Linked DNA regions of Salmo salar: region 2 is linked to region 1. The links are chromatin contacts, called in public Hi-C maps. All regions are on one chromosome and are shown on one strand. Each heading gives the region's core, a stretch centred on a gene start, on an enhancer-like site or on the middle of the called end of the contact. The rest is flanking DNA. Distances are from core to core; before and after follow the strand shown.

Region 1 (5,149 bases), core at 1,195-3,694:
CCTTGCCACGATACCGCTGAGTATCGCAATACTGTTATCGTGACAACCCTACCCTATATACTGCACTATAGGGAATAGGGATCCATTTTGGATGCAGCCTCAGTATGTTCTGGGCAGTGTACAGCCTGGGTATTCGTAGTGGTGTTCATTCAGGTCCTTCTGGAGCCTGTACGTATTGGTATGCTAATTTTGGCCTATAGAATGATGGTGGGGAAGGAGGGGGGAGGCCTCTTTGAAAGGCTTTAAGAGGCAGAGGGATGTGATTGACCCACGTTTCCCACACTCCCCCTGTTTCTTCCCTCGCTCCCCTCATCCATCCTCACAGCAAAACACAAGGCCCTCTACCCTACAGAGAGAGAGGGAGTCTTTCATTTAAGCTTCTCGACAGGGGCTAATTTGAGTCTTTCTCATGGTTATTCCATCTTTGACATACTCTGTCGACTTAAATGTAGATTTGGGGATTCCTGAGATTTTCAGTGGACTGCCTTAGTTTCGAGTGTGTGGCCTCAAAGTGAGAGAGTTAGAGTGAATGGAGTGGGACTGATTGAATGTGCAAATCTCTGTGTGACTCTTTTGTATAATGCAAGCTCCTAATATGTGTATTCTGTGTCAGTTTGTACGTCTCCATCTTGTGTATGTGTGTTGTACTCCAGCTGTGGACTGTGTTATTTAGTTTACAGTAAGACCCAGTCTCTTACATTCTTAAGACCAGTGCTTCTTTTGGAAATTGGGAGGTGCCGGGAAAAAAAAGTGAGCAAGAGAGAGGGGTGTGGGGGAGTTCTGAGCTGTAGTCCTTAAATGCTTTCCAGTTTCACTGACTCACCCAATGATGCGCAGCTCACTCGTTGGTGATGGCCGATGCGCTCGTGCCAAAAGCCTCTCTCTCTCTCGTTTTACTTTGTAAAACAATATTTGGAAGTTGATCAAATATTTTGCGTCTTCTCTTTTCAGCAGGAGCCATTCGCTTTCCAACCTTTGTTTTCCCTCGATTGTTTTTTAAATGTTGCGTAAGGCCTGTTTTTTCTGCATGCTGTTTATTCACTGACAGATTTGTAGTGGGTTCCCGACTGTAGGCTATTCGTTGTTATTGGACTACAATCCACAGCCAGGCAATAAAAAAAAAAAAAAGCTATTGATCCTCTGTGGCTAAATTATAGGCCTTATCATTGTGTAGTAGGCTATTCTGAGTGATTAAAACATTTTCTGAACAGACAGTAGTAATTCTATAACTTTGGCAAATGTATTTCAATTTATCATGGGTGCTGCAGTTCCACCAGAACCCTTTGCGCGGGTATGATTCTATAAGTAAATAAATGATGAAGTGCACCGCTGGAGAGTTACAGGCTCATGTTTATCAGAGCAGAGCGGGAGAGAGATCGTAGAAAGTTAATCTCATTCTAGTTATGTGAGAGATACAGTCGTGCTCACACAGCCACGGCCACCCGTTGGTCTCAAACATACAAATATTAGGCCAGGACTTAAAATCAACTTTTTCACATTACGTTTTTTTGTGGGGGCAGGACAATTAACGAAGAGGCAACTCATATGAACGTTGATCGCTTTTATTATCATTTTTACATTTAAAAAAGTGAGAAGGAAAAATCATGCCACGAAAGTTACCGGATCCGGCCAAATAGATTCCGCACCAAAACAGTTGAAAATGGAGAGGTGCAGGATTGGACTCCAATTAAGCACTGCCTGAACATGCCTGCTCTTAGCAGGCTCTAGGCACTATACATGCAACGAATCAAACAGCCTTCCCCCAGTCAAATTGAACAGGCACACACTCTCATTCTATCTCTTTGTGTTTCTCTGATTCCCATTTTGTTCTTACTTTCATTGTTGGTTATTTTATTCCTTCTTTATCTCCCCTCTCCTCCCTCCTAAATCCTCTCACTCAACCTCCTCCACAATGACCAATGCTGTTCCCACATAGCCAGAGAACAGCTGAGGCGAGTGTGTGTCTGTGTTCACACTCCATGTGACAAACAAATGTGCTGTAGTGCTGTGTTTCTACACAGGAGTCTGCTGAGGGCAGGACGGCTCATAATAACCTTTCCACTTATTCCGCTCCAGCCATTACCACGTGCCCGTCCTCCCCAATTAAGATGCCACCAACCTCCTGTGGTATGTGCCTGTCAGTGTAGTCCATACCCTTCCCTATGAACGTTTCATCGTGTTTCATGCAGTGCGTGGGTGTGGATATGAGTGTATGCTGTGCACGTTATACTCTGAGAGCATGTGTGTGCAGTAAGCCTGTATGTGTCTCGTGACCCGTGGCTACTGTAGATCATCTGAGACATGGAGCCTCTGTTCCACACTACTCTGAATGTGGAGACTGTTCTTCTACAAAGGGCCAGCCGCCACCCAGGGCCATTGTGGCCCTCCAGTCCCTCTCTATCAGGCCAAGAAGGGCCCCATTGTATCCCTTCATCCCTAGAATGGAAGCCCATATTTTTTCCCGGGAAAACCCACGCCCTCTTTCACCCTCCACCCAGCATGGCTGGTCCATCTTAAAGGGCACTGCGACCCCTGGGAACCCCCCCATTCGCCATCTCACACTGGGTCAAATGAAGCTGCACTGATCCCCTTTGTCTGGGTGTGTCCCCCAGTGGGAGTCCGACTGCACGCCCACGAGGGGGGGCTGGGTTTGTGTTTGTGTATGTGGGGGAGAGGATGTATACATCATGGGGAGCGCCCATGTGCAATAACACAACTCTTCAACGAGCCTATGTGACGTATGAGAAGACGCACTGGGCACAGACATCAGTTCAACTTTCGACTCCTTGTAAAGTCCATGCCCTGATGAATTGAGGCTGTTCTGAGGGCAAAAGGGGGTGCAACTCAATATTAGGAAGGTGTTCCTAATGTCTTTTCCACTCATTGTAGATTGTAATTGACACTTGGAAGTGTAGAGGAAACATTTCAATCCACCAGATAGAACAGGGAGTGTTTTTGTCCCACATTTAGATTCAGAGTAACCTATAATTGCCCTTATATAGACTGTTCTTGTCCTGCAGGTAGGACTGAAGGAGTGTTCTGAGATGCCAGGAATTTCATTCCAATGTGGGTTATGCTGAATGACAGCTGGAAGGCAAGGTGGTGTACTGCACAGATCTCTGCAGAGGTGTGGCTACCATTATCACTGGGGAATGTCATCTCAGATCGCTGTGTCAGCAGGATGGAGACAGGTGGGGGGGGGTGGAGTGACTGCAGGTACCGAGAGTAGATGAGTTTGAAAAAAGGCTAGAGAGAGGCAGACAGAGAAGAGGACATTAAGAGAGGAGGGTGGAGGAAGGATGATGGAGATATAAATGAAGGATGGAGGGAGGATGACAGAGAGATGTAATATGAAGGTGCAGAGAAAGGAAAGAGAGGTAGAGAGAGTGAAGGGCAGAATGATTAATAATGAAAGAGGAAGGGTGTAGCAGGTGGACAGTGATATGAACCCCTGCCTCTACATTCCAGGCAGCATGACCTAGTTTTTTGGATCTGCGTGGAGAGATGGAGAGAGAGAGATGACAGGAGAGTTAATATCTTGTGCTATTTCACACTAACGTGAGAGGCAGAATTGATATTTGATGTTATATTACACTGATGCTAGAGAAAGAGTGGAGAGAGTTGTTTGAGTGATAGTGAGAGGAAGGAAAATCTCAGTTTGGTGAGTATTTCTTCCATACATTTCTTTGCACCTCTCTTGTTTGCTCTCTCCCTTAGCCCACTCCTAAAGTGACGCAGGGGGGGATCTTGGAGTTGGGTTAAAGCTTTCCTCCTTTGTGTGTGATCTATTATTAACTTACTCTGTGCTCAGACTCCTCATATTGTCATGCAGACAGACGTCCGGGTAGAGCTGCTTTCAACCTCAGCCCTCAGCCTCGCTGTTCATGAATGTTAATTACACCAATAGGGGTTATAGTCAACATCAACACAGCCCACATAAACCCCAACCCCGGGATACATTCAAATGGGATATATGTTCAGCCATTAAACTCTGCGTATATATGCATACTGTGTTTGGATATTAGCAGTACAAAGTGAATCATGCGTAGCTGGGCTTTTAGTGAATAGTAAATACATCTCAACATTTTCTACTGCCCCAGTGCAATACAGATGAGGTCTTAAGTGAGTCTTGTGGGGGTGAAATGAGTTCCTACTGTTCTTACTTGAATAGGATGTTTATAGTGCTGAGCATTAACCAACCTTTTTGTTATTTTTTCACCTACATCTTTCAATTATTTGGATTTAAAACATATTTCCTGCAATTCTACACAGTTTGTCGTAAGGTGCAGAGAAATGTTGCAGTTTTAAAGCAAATGTTCTTGCAATTCAATACATTTTGCCATGTCTAATGTTTATTCATATCATATTTTAGTGACTCGAACATTACGACAAAGTCTATGGGCAAAAAGAACTAGCTAAAAAACATTAGCTAACATGGGATAGTTGATCTGGACATTTCTGACAAGTTATAAATAGCTCTCTAAGGTATGCAATGACTAACATGACTCATGATGAGGAACTGATGATGCACTACCCAATTTAGTAATGTCACCTTGTGCATTCTACTATTACAACAAAGAGTAAGTTCCTTTAAAGTTTGGGAACCACTGGTTTAAGTGATTGATAGTGTTCAGCAGTCATAAAAGTATGCCATATTTACATTGAAAAACTACAAAATTGGGATTTTGTCAGAAGCAGCTCTATTTTGTCAGGAAACAGCTCTATAGAGATGAGGTGATGACTTGAAATAAAACAAATGTAATATACACAACAGCTTAACATTTTTATTAATGTGACGTAATGTGAATAAATTATGGTTAATATGTGATAAGCAGTAATGGGCATTCACAACCATCATGTGACTTATATTAGTTGTTTTATTCTGTATTGTTACAGCATTCAACCCACATAATGCATAGTGCATTTCATGTTTAAAAAAAGTATCAAAACCGAAATCGAAAACCATGATTATTTTTTCATAATCGAACCGAAACCGAACTGACCTCCAAAAAGCACTTATCGCTCAGCACAAAAAAGTTTAGGACAGAGAGGTTTCCAGGGAGAAGAGAGTGGTGCTGGGGAGATGGAGAGATAGTCTGAAGAAATGGTAGACTGCCGGATGGCAAGGCTCTGGTAGACACCTCAAGGG
Region 2 (5,149 bases), core at 1,913-4,412, 66 kb before region 1:
ACACTGGGAATGTGATGAAAGAAATAAAAGCTGAAATAAATCATTCTCTCTACTATTATTCTGACATTTCACATTCTTAAAATAAAGTGGTGATCCTAACTGACCTAAGACAGGGAATGTTTTCTAGGATTAAATGTCAGGAATTGTGAAAAACTGAGTTTAATGTATTTGGCTAAGGTGTATGTAAACTTCCAACTTCAACTGTATCTCCCTCATTAACTTTAAGCTTACCGATCACTGCACCTGTACACAGCCCATCTGTAAATAGCCCACCCAAATACCTCATTCCCCAAATTGTTATTTATTTGTTCTCTTTTTGCACCCTTGTATCTCTACTTGCACATCATCATCTGCACATCTATCACTCCAGTGTTAATGCTAAATTGTAATTACTTCGCCACTATGGCCTATTTATTGCCTTACCTCCCTAACCTTACTACATTTGCACACAGTGTATATAGATTTTTCTATTGTGTTTCTTTTCTATTGTGTTATTGACTGTACGTTTGTTTATCCCATGTGTAACTCTGTGTTGTTGTCTTTGTCGCACTGCTTTGCTTTATCTTGGCTAGGTCGCAGTTGTAAATGAGAACTTGTTCTCATCTGGCCAACCTGGTTAAATAAAGGTGAAAAAAAAAGTCAGTCTCGCTCCTTCATTTGCTTAACTGGGCGAATGGGATGGATAAATGGTTTACAATAAGAAGTGTGGGGCTCATCAGGCTGAATGCATCCAAAAGGGGACCCTATTCCCTATAACATTTCCCTGTATAATGCACTACTTTTCACCACCTATGGGCCCTGGTCAAAATTACTGCACTATGTAAAGGGAACAGGGTGCCATTTGGAACACAGACCCTCTGTTGATGAAGCCAGCTGAAATCAATGTCTGCATACCAATTGTTCATCACTCTCCTCGCCCAAGCATTGGATAGGTGTACGCATTGGCTTGAGCTACTTTACACCATTATGAAATCCCTGAGATGAGAATAAAGTTGCAAGTCCACACTTTGGGAGAAGGACAATGGATATGCAGCCAATGTTAATGGTAACACACCGTTGAGTCATGAGTAAAAAAGTGTATTCTATAAAGGGGTAAATAATTCACAAGTTGTTACAGTGGTATGACATTGGATCCAGAGATGTATAGGTTAACTATGGACTTTTCCAGGAAATTGTGGTAAACAGTGCCAAACCAAAGTGGGAAAAAAACATGTTCTATTCTCAGCCAGGACCATCTTTTCAAAAACACAATTTAATTATATCTCTATTGATATTTCAGACAGTGGCGATTTTAGCATGTAAATCTTGGTGGAGCAAACTCCCCCAAAATGTGTTAGATGCATGCCAGCAAAGTCACTACACAACACAACATAACACTACACCTGGCCTTGTCTGGCAGCGAAACAGTTCATTCAGCCTCATTTACTGCCTTTTTAAAAAACATAGCTGATATGGCTGACTTGCTTAAACAAATGTGGTTTCTACTGACAATTGAGATCTACAAACTATGAGCGGATAAGAGGCAATCCGTAATTTCGATTAAAACAATGAGCGAGCTAAGACGGATGTATTCAATATAACTATTTGTTCAGCACTTTTGAAATGTACATTGACAGAATGCAGAACTTGGGCCGTTCTTACAGTATTCTTCCTATGCACCAAGTCAGAACCGTCAGATAAATAAAGGGGGCATATAAGCAGACAATGAAAGCTCTTACAATATTTGATGATGACATTTCTCTAAAACAGGCTATAGGCTACATGTGGATTTGGCTACATAAGGATTTGCCAGTAGATTGTCGACTTGATTCATGATGATGACTGCTTGTTTACCTAGCTAGTTAAGATTTTGAAAGTATGATGTTGACATGATCAGTCCAATCAAAGCTACGGTAGATATAACGTGATTTGACGTAATTTTGTGTGGCCAATAACCTTGAGCCTTCTTGGATGGCACTTCTAATGTAAATCAATAGCTCTCCCTGTAGATTTTTTGGTGATGTAGTATCCCGATGAGGGACAGAACACTGAGCCAATCACTGCGCAACTAGAGAACATTACCAACCCTTCCTCTCTGTATTTTCAGCTGGCTGCCGAAAGCACCACCGAAAGCACTGACCTAGGCTAAAACACCTGCATTTTGAAGCTGTCTTACTCAAGAAAGCAAAAAAGAGACCATGTTTGTATGCGGTTTTATTAACTCAATTTATTTTTTACATTGTTTGTAAACTGATATGTGACACGTATTAATGTAAAAATAAAAAACATTGTGTGTAGGGGTGGGCTAAACAGGTTCCCCCCTTTGGTATGTTCTATTGAGAACTGTCTGGTGCTTCTACACCTGCAGGTGCTTCTACACCTGCATTGTTTGCTGTTTGGGGTTTTAGGCTTGGTTTCTGTACAGCACTTTGACATCATCTGATGTAAGAAGGGCTTAATAAATACATTTGATTGAAATTTGATCTGGGACTTGTTGTTTCCCTGTTTAGGCCTACTACTCAAAGATATTTTACTTATTAAGTCAAAGACGAAATTAACTGCAATACACTGGCCTCAAATATTGTCTATTAGCATAACTAGACCATACAGACCAACAGGGGGCCCATTGTATAAACAAAAATCATCCTATTAAAACGTGTACAATGCAACATGCCTAGCTCTGCCCACAGTGGATGGCTTACGGATCGCTCTTTACAATAAGCGCTCATATTGTCATATTCCAACAGCTGGAGTTATACCACCACAACGGCAAAAAAAACGATGCGTCCGGTAGCTCCTAGCCTCAATAAACGCATGGCAATATCAATGACAATAGGCTATTTAGTTCATAACCTATTGTCTGCTTTAGTCATTTGATCAAGTTGAGAGTGATGCTCTTGTCAAAAGCCGCTGGAAACACTTTTATTATAGGCTATGACTATGACTACAGCATCGTGAATCTACAGAAACAACCGACAGATGGCACGAGATGCACAGTGACCAAATCTTTTCTTGACCCATTCCTTTGAAAATAAAATGCCGCTTCCGTGTTCCACACGTTTCACCTTAGACTAGCCTGCACACAATGCCTGATGGGATATGAGTGCATTTCCCTGACATCTATGCATTGGCGTTTGTGGTACTACATTTCCCTTCAACCACCATTCTTATCTTCTAGTTCTCTCAGCTGAGTGATCTGACAGCGCTAGACAGCTTCTCCCCAATCGCTCTGAGCAGCCGGGGAGAGGCGAAGGGCAAAGGAACTGCAGTCATGGAGCAGTTGTAGGGATAACAGACAAGCCTCTCCTGCCGGAAGAAATAAAGAAACCACAGCTTCATGACCGAAAACGCAATACCCAAAGTGGCAACGAGAAACGCAAGAGTACCGATCATGCAGTTCAAATACAGAAGAATCTAATAATCTATTAAAACGAAAGGGTTCTCCTCGATCCTTCAAGATTGGACCCGCTTGAAGCCGTCTCATCCCCTCGTCGTAGGATTAGCTGGCGCATCGGCCAAGGTTGATCCATCACCAACATCCACAGTATGTCCGTGGAGGAGCAGCGCTATTCTGAAACGATGCTCGTGCTAGAGGCCGAACCGGAGTGTCTGCGAGCCGAGATAGAGCGCCTTTCCCGGGAGCTGAGTGAGACCACCCATGAGAAGATCCAGGCGGCGGAGTACGGGCTGGCAGTGCTGGAGGAGAAGCAGCAGCTTCAACATCAGTATGACGACCTGGAGATCGAATACGAGACCGTGCGCCAGGAACTGGACATGCTCAAAGAGGTACGTTGTAGTGTTTTAACGGTGTGTATTTGCTGTATGAAATTGAAATATACATTTAAACAGCTATAAAATTCCATATATTTTTTTTGTGGGGGGGGGGGCAATGAAGTACTTGTAACTTTGCCTTATGTTCTATCAATGATTCCCCTTTCAGGGTGAATTTATATTATTGCCATACTACCCCTTCTAGCTATAGGCTTCATAATATCTTGCCAAGCTGCTGTGGAATTAGCTTTTTCTAATTGAAGGTATTGGGGTTAGAGACAAATGCGTTCTGTTTTTTCCATGCCCATACAGTGTTTGTTGTGTATTGTCATTTGCTGTGGGATTTGAAATGTAAACTCAAATATACTGAAGAAAAATATAAACGCAACATCTAACAATTTAAAAGAATTTACTGAGTTACAGTTGAAATAAAATCAGTCAATTGACAAAATGCATTAGGCCCTATTCTATGGATTTCACATGACTGGGAATACAGATATGCATATGTTGGTCACAGATACCTTAAAAAAAAAATAGGGCCGTGGATCAGAAAACCAGTCAGTATCTGGTGTGACCACCATTTGCATCATGCAGCGCGACACATATCCTTTGCATACGGGCTGGCAGACTGTTGATTGTGGCCTGTGGAATGGTGTAATTTTCAGCTTCCAGGATTTGCATACAGATCTTTGCGACATGGAGCTGTGCATTATCATGCTATAAGGTGATGTCGGCGGATGAATAGCACCACAATGGGCCTCAGAATCTCGTCACGGTATCTGTGCGTTCAAATTGCCATCGATAAAATGCAATTGTGGTAATTGTCCGTAGTTTATGCCTGCCCTATACCATAACCCCACCGCCACCATGGGACAACTTTGACATCAGCAAACGCTCACCAACACGACACCATACACGTGGTCTGTGGTTGAGTGGCCGGTTGGACTTGCTGCCCAATTCTCTAAAACGACACTGGAGGTGCTTATGGAAGAGAAATTAACATTAAATTATCTGGCAACAGCTCTGGTGGAGATTCCTGCAGTCAGCACGCCAATTGCACGCTCCATCAAAACTTGTGTGACAAAACAGCACATTTTAGCGTGGCTTTTTATTGTTCCCAGCACAAGGTGCACCTGTGTAATGGTCATGCTGTTTAATCAGCTTCTTGATATACCACACCTTTCAGGGGGATGGATTATCTTGGCAAAGGAGAAATGCTGACTAACAGGGCTGTAAACATATTTGTGGACATCATTTGAGAGAAATAAGCTTTTTGTGGGTATGAAACATTTCTGGAATCTTTTATTTCAGCTCATGAAACATGGGACCAAAACTTTACATGTTGTGTTTATATTTCTGTTCAGTGTATATTGCACTGCTGAAATATTATAGGCTTACT

What was found. A called contact is a pair of places that touch in the nucleus more often than the background predicts.
Region 2: a Hi-C map of gill shows a contact between it and region 1, with 5 times the contacts expected there. The contact joins the promoter of LOC106571893 here to the enhancer-like site in region 1. A contact is called at or near these places in 2 of 3 Hi-C or Micro-C datasets (gill and muscle).

Annotation. Positions count from the first base shown.
Region 1 is chrssa15:63,802,041-63,807,189 of Ssal_v3.1, reverse strand. All of the region lies in intron 10 of LOC106571893 (protein bicaudal D homolog 2), which reads left to right. Among protein-coding and RNA genes, the nearest start is that of LOC106571892, 16 kb to the right of the region's middle. Within about 2 kb of position 2,444, at least 2 of the 13 cell types and tissues checked have an H3K27ac peak or open chromatin away from gene starts, as enhancers often do. A contact at or near this core is called in gill, where this site is marked.
Region 2 is chrssa15:63,868,325-63,873,473 of Ssal_v3.1, reverse strand. LOC106571893 (protein bicaudal D homolog 2) reads left to right here and starts at 3,162. Exons shown (of 12, transcript XR_006759223.1): 1 at 3,162-3,765.